Linked DNA regions of Sus scrofa: region 2 is linked to region 1. Evidence: chromatin contacts called from public Hi-C data. All regions are on one chromosome and are shown on one strand. Each heading gives the region's core, a stretch centred on a gene start, on an enhancer-like site or on the middle of the called end of the contact. The rest is flanking DNA. Distances are from core to core; before and after follow the strand shown.

Region 1 (4,765 bases), core at 827-3,326:
CCCCTCAGCTTGTGCAAGGCGGCGGGTGTTCAATAAAGAAATATCCTTCCTAAGAATAAAATGGCATCATCCTTAATTTCCCCCCCAACTACTAGGTGTCGCCTTCATCTCAGAGAAACTAGGCCCCTCCTCTCCCCTCACACCCACCTTTCTCCCTCTACTCAAGGGACTCTCTCAGCTTCTTGGCACTAGGATTTTGGGAGAAGTGGCTTGAAGTGGGAGACAAACTGTGGCTCTCAGCAAGGGGAGGATAATGGGTTTATGTGTATCTCCTTTGTGACAATTTGAGGAAAACTCCCTAAGGCCCCACTGCAATCCCTCCCAGCCACCATGATATCATTCCTCACAAGCTGTTTCCCAGATCAGATCAGCCCTCCCTCCAGATATGGGGTGTCTGGGATGAGACTTCTAGGCTTGAAGCTAGGCAGCGGGGTGTAACCCAAGGGGGACACCGTGGGCTTCCGTTGCTGGGGGTATATGTTCTGCTCAGTCCCTGAGCTTTTATCAGGTGCGAGCTGGGGCTCTGCAGGGAGGCAAAAGACAGAAGAGGACGTTCTGGGGTCCAGCCCTGGAGCAGATGGTGCAGTGGGAGCCCAGAGGGCTACAGTGGCCTCTGAGGACCTGGCAGGGCTCAGAGGATGCTGGGGCTGGGGGTTGGGGACAGGAAGAGGGAGACTGGAGGGTTGGGTCCTGTGGAAGAAGGAGGCTCACAGACTTCGAAAGGACTCAGGAAAAATCTGCCCTGGTCCTGGAGGGGGCTGCCTTCCAGGGAGCAGTCTTACTGGTGAAGGAGGGAGAAGTTCCCGGCAATGAGGAGGGTGGTATGGTTTCCTAGGTGGAGGCCAAATGAGGATACCAAATATGTGGGTCCTGACTGCTTCCTGGAGACTGTGGAGTGTTGGAGGGACTCAGGCAAGTTAAGAAAGGAGACCCTAAGAAGAGTGGGAGACGCGAGGGGCTGGGACGAGTGACTCTGGGCTGGTGGGAGGGTGAGAGATGGAGAGCCGAGCGGGGTGGGCCAGGGGCTTGGGGGAGACTGGGGTAGGCCTTGTAGTGAGGGGACGCCCGGAACCTCGCCGGCCTGAGAGGCCCTCGCGCGGAGCCCCCCGACTTGTCACCGGGTGGGCTTGGGATCTGGGACGTCCCCGGTCCCCCGGGTGGAGGGTGGGGGGAGACAGCAGGCGCCGGAGGGTGGGGCCGGGAGGGAGGAGGAGGGGCCGCGGGGAGGGGGCGGGGAAGGCGGGCGGCCTGCCCCGGGAGTCACATTCGGCCGCCGCCGGCGCAGCGAGCGGAGACGGCGGGGCCGCGGCGACCTGACCTGGACGAGCGGCGCGCCCGGGGGCCCAGGCGGGGGCGGGAGGAAGCGCCGGGCTGCGCCGGCCGCCCGGGCCCAGGAGAAGCGGAGCAGAGAGGAGCTGGGACACGGGCGGGGCCGCCGCAGCTCCGGATGGGACCAGCGCCCTGGGCCCGTTAGTCCAAGCAGGAGCTTCAGGAGAAGCCTTCACAGGGAGATTTACCCCTGCCTTTCCCTCCCCTCCGGCCCAGGCCTCGCTTCGCTCCCCGCCTGCCCATGGTCCCAGTCCTTCCGCGGCGCTGGCCCCCTCCCACCTTGTCCCCTCGGTCCTCCTTTTCGCAGCTCTCTGCTCCCCTAGCCCCTTCAGCTGTGGGGTCCCCCCAGGCCTTCTCTTTGTACCAGTCTCCCCCCCACCCCCACCCCCACCCCATCCCAGTCTCCGATCCCCTTTTCCTTCTCAGCTTTGGATTCATCAGCCGACTTCACCTCCCACCATTCCCATCCCAGTCGCAGGCCCCCTTGGTCCCTCCCTCCTCCTGCCACCCTACTCCTAGTCCTCCCCTGTCCATGCCCTAGGTTGGTGGACCCGCTCAGTCCCTGGGGTTCCTCCCATCTCCTCCTCCTCTCCCATCCCTGCCACTTTCTGTATCCCAGCCTACCTGGCTTATCCTCGCTTCTCTTCCTGGTAGTCTTTAGGTTCCAGGCTGGGTGGTGCTTGTGCCTCCTCCGTAGGCCAGAGTGGCCCCAGGTTCTGGGGGTGGTGGGGCTGCCGCTTTCTCCCCATGGCACTGCCATCACTCCTGCTGTTGGTGGCAGCCCTGGCAGGTGGGGTGCGTCCTCCCGGGCCACGGAACCTGACGCTGGCGGTGGTGCTGCCAGAACACAACCTGAGCTATGCCTGGGCCTGGCCACGGGTGGGTCCTGCTGTGGCACTAGCTGTGGAGGCGCTGGGCCGGGCTCTGCCCGTGGACCTACGGTTTGTCAGCTCTGAACTAGATGGCGCCTGCTCTGAGTACCTGGCACCGCTGCGCGCTGTGGACCTCAAGCTGTACCATGACCCCGACCTTCTGTTGGGCCCCGGTTGCGTGTACCCCGCTGCCTCTGTGGCCCGCTTTGCCTCACACTGGCGCCTTCCCCTGCTGACTGCGGGTGCTGTGGCCTCTGGTTTTTCGGCTAAGAATGAGCATTACCGTACCCTGGTGCGCACTGGCCCCTCTGCTCCCAAGCTGGGTGAGTTTGTAGTGATGCTACACGGGCACTTCAATTGGACTGCCCGTGCTGCCTTGCTGTATCTGGATGCTCGCACAGATGACCGGCCTCACTACTTCACCATCGAGGGCGTCTTTGAGGCCCTGCAGGGCAGCAACCTCAGTGTGCAGCACCAGGTGTATGCCCGTGAGCCAGGGGGCCCTGAGCAGGCCACCCACTTCATCCGGGCCAACGGGCGCAGTGAGTGTGGCCCAGGCTATTTCAGGGTTAGGGGAGGAGGGTCGCTGTGTCCCTGGAGCTCAGCGCTGGGAGACAGGCTTCGAGGAGCTGAATGTGGTGGTCGGGATCAGGAAGCACATGTGGACTGAATCCCTGGGCGAGGGCTAGGGGCTTGTGGACATCTCAGGCAGATGTGAACAAGGGATAAGATAGCATGAGGGGTGAAGCTTGTGTTGGGGAGATCGTGGGATTGGGGGGGGTTGAATTTGAGGAGCAATCTAGAGGGTCCTGGAGTCATGAATGTGGCTGATGGTCACTCCAAAATGTGTGCCTGTCTGGGCAGAGACTTCTCAGACTGGGCCACTAAGCCCTCTTGGTGGCACAGAAAGAGTGGGGACTCCATGAATGGGCTTTGGGGTGCCGCAGATTTGGCTGGGAAATATGGTAACGCTCATGTGGAGAGAAATTCTGAGCCGTCAGTGCCTTTGAGCTTAGAGAAGGGCAGGGCAGAGTGGGGAGCGAGGAGGGCTGGGTGGGGAGCAGCAGGCAGGGCTCGGGGAAGGGGAGGGGCTTGAGGGTGAGCTCCCTTCCTCTGGGGTCTGGAGTCCGACTCTGACTTTTGCCAGATGGTCCATACAGCCCCCAGGGTACTTAAGACAGAATCTCCAAGGGGGAGGGATGGGGAACATCTGCTGGGTGGTTGATAGTTAGGGCTTCTGTTCCTTGCTAAAGATGGAAACGCAGATGGTCAGAGAGGGGGCGGTTCAGGGTCCTGGATACTTTTCTCAGAGCGCCCCTCTGTCATGTACCTGCTCCCAGTTGTGTATATCTGCGGCCCTCTGGAGATGCTGCATGAGATCCTGCTTCAGGCCCAGAGGGAGAACCTGACCAACGGGGATTATGTCTTCTTTTACCTGGACGTCTTTGGGGAGAGTCTTCGTGCAGGCCCTACGCGCTCCACAGGCCGGCCCTGGCAGGACAATCACACCCGGGAACAGGCACAGGCCCTCAGAGAAGCTTTTCAGGTATCATTTGAGCCACGCTTGAAGGGGCGGAGGGAGAGGAGCTTCTTTGGGGATTATCTGTCTCTCACAGGCCCTCAGAGAAGCTTTTCAGGTATCATTTGAGCCACGCTTGAAGGGGCGGGGGGAGAGGAGCTTCTTTGGGGATTATCTGTCTCTCACAAGACCCCACAGAAACAATAAGGAAGGAATTGTGAGCTAAACAAACTGAGACTTTCCAAGTCTAGACTCAGATTCTTTTTACTTCCACACCTTTGTGCCTCTTTCTCAGTGTGTCTGCCAAGGCTGCCTCCCAAGATCCCGAAACACTGACTTTGCTCAGTAGCGGTAGTAGATATACTGTGGGAGAGAAAAGTTCAGAAGAATATCTAGTCCCAGCCCCTGGGAGGGCTTCCACCCTTTCTGGAGAGGCCAGGCATGATTGCATTACAGTTGGATGCAAGTATGAGAAAGGTTGTGATTATGTGTCCTGGAGCAGACCCTAAGAACCTCAGTGGTTCAGAGGAGAGAGTCAGGGTGGACTGAGTTTAAGGAAGGCTTTTATCAAGGAAGTGAGAGGAGTTCCCGTCGTGGCTCAGCAGTTAGGGAACCCGACTAGCATCCATGAGGACTCAGGTTCGATCCTCGGCCTCGCTCAGTGGGTTAAGGATCCAGCATTGCCATGAGCTGCGGTGTAGATCGTAGATGCGGCTCAGATCTGGAGTTGCCATGGCTGTGGTGTAGGCTGGTGGCTACAGCTCCAATTGGACCCCTGGCCTGGGAACCTACATATGCTGCGGATGCGGCCCTAAAAAACTACATAAATAAATAAAGGAAGTAAGACTCTATTGTGACTTGAAAGGGAGATGTCGTATTCCTAGTTAGAGTGGGAGAGAGGATCCAGGCAGCTGGAGCTGAGAAAACAGGAGTGGGCATGTGTGGGGGTCCAAGAAGATACTGACCTGTCAAGAAAGAAGGCTTCACTTGAAGCGGGTTATAGGAAATCATATTGTAGGGGTAGACTTGGATTAAGGAGGGCTCT
Region 2 (4,765 bases), core at 1,108-3,607, 160 kb after region 1:
CCACCACAGGACAGCTTTTCCAGGCAGGGAACCTGGAAACAGTCGCACATCCTCTAGAGAGACATGGTCACTTGTAATGGAGGTCCTGGAGGGCTGTGGTCAGCCCCTTCCGCTGAGTGCCCAGGGGAAGCAGACAGCCACCTCTGGATTGTATCTTTTCAGATGAGAAGTGACCGTGCACTTAGGAAAATACGTGTGTGTATACATGTTCTCCCAAATCGCTGCCCTTGCTCCTCCTACCCCCTCACCCCCACGTCGCCCCCATATCGTCACATCCTTTTGCTGTTATCTCTGTGGACAGTCCCTGCTGATCTCAGACTATCACTCTGGAGTTCCCCTCCCTCCAGGAATCGTGCCATCAGGATAACACACAAAGCCCGGGAACCTTAGGCCAGTCCCCTTCCTTCTCTGGACTCAGTTTCTCCAGCTCTCAGTGAGGGTTGGGTCTGGCTGATTCCGAGAAGCCCTTTGTGTTGCCTGGAGTCTGCAGGCAGCTGGCCGGGCCCTGCCCCCTCCCGTGGCTGGTCTCCGAAGGAGGAGAAAGTTCTGTTTGCCTTCCTTCCTTAACAGGCCCTCAGGGGAGGCCGTTGGGCTCCCCGGGGGCTCTCCGGAAGCCACTGGAGGGAGTTCTCACTTGAGCATCATTAAAAGTTCAAGTGGCTTCCTTCCTCCACGCCTGGCCCCCCGGGGTGAAAGCCCCAGGGCTCATTAGACTCACTGCCCCCTGAGCCCAATTTGTTTGAAGGGAATGTTTGGCCTTTTCATCCAGTGGAGGTTTGCGCTCAGGGTTTGAGGCCTCCCTGAGAGAGCGCTTCTTGGATTGAGGTCAGAGAGGGAAGGTCCCCAGAGGTCCCCTCTTGCCCTGGCACTTGCCTCGAGGAGGAACAGGCTGCAGGGGGGGAGCTTGTCCAAGGTCACACAGAGACAGGCTGCTGCAAACATCCCTCTGGGTAGCAGGGAGAAGAGCGAGAGGAAGGGCTGGGCTGGGTGCTCCCCGTGGATGCCTCAGGCACCCCTGGTCTCCAGGATCAAGACGCAGAGCTGGGCCTCCGGGAGGCCCTGCAGTATGTTCGGAAGAGCCGTGAGAACAGCTCGACAAGCCCACAGCAGAAAAGGCTGCCCAGGGCGATAGTGAGCGCCCATCCCTGAACACGTGGGTGGGACCAGAAGAGCTTGTCTAGCTGAACAGAGGATTCAGGTCTACTGCTCAGGTCCTGCCCACTCTGTACATTCTCCCCCAGGCAGGAAGGGCAGCTTATGACCGCTGGGCAGGGAGGATGGGATGGAGCAAGGAGCCTGCCATTTATGGCCAGTTAGCTTGTTGACTGTGAGCCTGGAGGCTGAGACTGGGGCCTGGCCCTTCTGACTTCAGCGGCCTCCTGGCTGCCTCCTGCAGCCCTGGGCTGACACCCAGACTCTCTTGGCTCCCAGACCTGGCAGGACCCAGGACCCAGAGAGAGTTATTTCACCTCCTTGGCTGATAAGAATCTGTCACCAGGGCCCACCTGAGCTCCTGGAGTGGGACAGTTTGCTTGACACAGACTCTGTCCCAGAGGCCTATGTGGGCTGCCGGACAGGGTCTTCCAAGTCATCTAAAGTCCACTGTCATAGTATCAGTGGCAAACACGTGTGTCAGCAACTGGTTTAAGAAAGACAAAAAAAAAAAAAAAAAAGAAGAAGAGAAAAAGGAGTTCGCATCATGGCTCAGTTGTTAACGAATCCGACTAGCATCCATGAGGATGTGGGTTCAATCCCTGGCCTCGCTCAGTGGGTTAAGGATACGGTGTTGCCGTGAGCTGTAGTGTAGGTCTCAGATGTGGCTGGGATCCTGCGTGGCTGTGGCTGTGGCATAGGCTGGTGGCTACAGCTCCAATTCAACCCTTAGCCCGGAAATCTCCATATGCCATGAGAGTGGCCCTAAAAAGACATAAGACCAAAAAAAAAAAAAAAAAAAAAAAAAAGAAAGAAAGAAAGAAAGGAACTGGTTTAAGTGCTTTATACATCTTGACTCCTTGAATTCTCGGAAAACCTTATGAGGAGGGATACCCCTCTGAGCCATTTTACAGATGAGGAAACTGAGACACAGTGAGCTTAGGAAACCTGTGCACAGTCACAGGGCTAATGAGCAGGTGGTTCCAGAACCCATGTTCTTAACTGCTGTGTGGAACCTTTGTCCCTGAGAGAAGCAGGAACTGAGGCCCAGGGAGGGTATGGGGCTGGTCCAGTCACTCGGCCAGGCGGCACAGTTGGGGGCCCTAAACTTCTTATCTCCAGCCCCAGGGCTCTCCCCCCATGGCCCCTCCTTTCAGCTCCTCTGTCCCCACCTAGCCTTGCTGCAGGCTTCCCCAGAGCTAACAGTTGCCTGGCCTCCCCTTGGCCAGCAGCTCCAGCCCAAAGAGGCTGCGCCCACATTCCCTGGCTGCTCTCCAGCCCACAGGAGCTGAGAAAACACAGTCCAGGGACTGTGAGGACGGAGCAGAAGCCGCTGAAGGGGAAGAAGCAGCGAGAAGCCACCAGGCTCCTATCCACTGGCCAGCTCCCAGATGCTGGGCCTCCTGGGGAGCACGGCCCTCGTGGGCTTGATCGCAGGCGCCGCTGTGGCCGTGCTGCTGCTGCTGCTGCTGCTGGCCACCTGTTTGTACCGCAGACAGGAGGAGCGTGACGTGGAGAAGAACCCTCCTGCTGCAAGAAGAAACCGAGTCTGGTGGGCCCAGTCTTGGATCTCCGCAGGCCGAGGCCACCTGGGACGCTTGCATCATTTCCGTCACACTGGCCGGGCATTCCAGGCGCCCCAGGCGGGCCACCGCCACCATCACCACCACCACCACCACCACCACCACCAGGCCCACTCCCACGCCCACCGCCAAGCCCATGCCCACTCCCACCGAGGCCGCCGCTGATGCCTGCGAATGGCAGCTGCCACCTGCCTCACCGTCACCAGGACAAGTGGACTCCTGCTTTCCTGCGCAGAAGGGCACCTCTCCATGGTGAAAGCCAGGTCCTGCTTGGGTGTCATTTGCATGCTACACCCCAGTGGGCAACGATGGAGGCAGAGAGCCTAGGACCACCACCGGGGGTGCCCCTGCTCACACCGGAGGCTGATAGGCCAGAGAGCTGATAGGCTGATAGGTGGTCTCCGAGGATGGACACCGCTTCGTGACTGCAACTCCCACCTGGCACCAGGAGTGCCAGCTGCTATGTGTGCAGATGCACAGAAGGTGTACCCTACTCTCTCTGAATGTCCGGGCCTCCGTCCAGGGCAATAGCTGGAAGGGGCCCTGGCACCACCCTTTCATTTGCAGAAGGCAGTCTAAGGCTGCACGGTCAATTCAGTGCAGCCTTAATACAAGAAAATAAAAAGCACCAAGAAGCTTTTGTCAAGAGGCCCTTTATTATTGTAACTCAAGTGGGAGGGAGCCGCCAGGCCTGTGTCTGCTCTGGCCTGGACCTTCCTCTCTGGCAGGAAGTGAGTGCCTGCGCCGGCTGTGCCCTGGGGGACACGGAGCAGCTCTGCAGGGCTCCAGGACAGTAGGTGAGAGGTGGGTCTGAGCTCCAAGAAAGGAGTTAGGGTTTGTAGGCAGCCGTGCCCAGACCGGACTCTCCCTGTACCCATGGGGCTCTGGGCTTCTGTGTGACAGTCCAGGGGCTCAGAGAGAGGAGGGTCAAGGCTGCCCAGGCTCTTTCCAGCCCATCTCTAGGCAGAATGTGCCCTGGACATGCAGAAAGCCCCGCTCTGTGGGCTGTGCTGAATTCAAAGTTTCCTTGGTAAGGAGTTCCCGTCATGGCACAGGGGTTAACGAATCCGACTAGGAACCGTGAGGTTTCGGGATCGATCCCTGGCCTCGCTCAGTGGGTTAAGGATCTGGCATTGCTGTGAGCTGTGGTGTAGGTCGCAGATGTGGCTAAGATCCCATGTTGCTGTGGCTCTGGCATAAGCTACAGATCCCTAGCCTGGGAACCTCCATGTGCCGCCAGAGCAGCCCTAGAAAAAGGCAAAAAGACAAAAAAAAAAAAAAAAAAAAAAAAAAAAAGAAAAAGAAAAAAGAAACACCAAATGAAAAATGAACAAAAGAAACAAAGTTTCCATGGTAAGAAGGTCAGGGTTTCTCATCCAGGCCTTGAGTCTCCAGCCCCTCTGGTGCCTGCATGTGGCTGGTGCCAGGTGTTTAGGAGGGAGCAGGTGGTGCTGGGTGGCTTTGGGAGAGTGCTTGGCTCCTGAGTCTCAGTTTCCTCTTCCCTAAAACGGGATGGATAGATGACAGAAACTCCTTGCCAAAGCCTGGAGGCACATTCCCAAACGCCCTGGGACACGGGCGGAATTCCACATGGAGGACAGAAATCTCATTCTGAGGCCTTCAGTGAGGAAGGAAATCCTGTGTGCTGGGGAGGGACATGGAGGGGGAGAGGCCTGGGGGCCAGGCGAGGTGGGGAGGGGCTGGAGAACAGGCCAGAAAGTCAGGGCCTGGTGACTCACTGGAACAGAATGTCCTGTTTCTTTTCTATTTTCCGGTGGATTCTCTGTGAGGGCTGGGGAGGGAGCGGGGTGGGGTGGTAGGAGGGGGAGAGGGAGGCAAACTCACACGGACAGAGCCAGACTAGATTTCAGGCTTGGGAAAGTGGACTCTGGGTCTCCGGTGCCCTTGGACGCCCCCCTTAAATCCCCTCCCCTCCCTCATCACCTCCCCTCCCCCCTCCCCCATGACTCCCCTAGCTCATCCCCAGCCTGGATTCCTGCCACAGCCCCTCCAAGCCTGCCCACCTCCAT

Evidence for each region. A called contact is a pair of places that touch in the nucleus more often than the background predicts.
Region 2: a contact with region 1 is called in a Hi-C map of epiblast stem cells, with 4 times the contacts expected there. The contact joins the promoter of HRCT1 here to the promoter of NPR2 in region 1. A contact is called at or near these places in 2 of 47 Hi-C or Micro-C datasets (embryonic fibroblasts and epiblast stem cells).

Annotation. Positions count from the first base shown.
Region 1 is chr1:236,507,734-236,512,498 of Sscrofa11.1, forward strand. NPR2 (natriuretic peptide receptor B/guanylate cyclase B (atrionatriuretic peptide receptor B)) reads left to right here and starts at 2,077. Exons shown (of 22, transcript NM_001244322.1): 1 at 2,077-2,743; 2 at 3,542-3,747. The coding sequence starts at 2,077.
Region 2 is chr1:236,668,061-236,672,825 of Sscrofa11.1, forward strand. HRCT1 (histidine-rich carboxyl terminus protein 1) reads left to right here and starts at 2,358. Exons shown (of 1, transcript XM_021065921.1): 1 at 2,358-3,375. The coding sequence starts at 2,544. The coding sequence ends at 2,900.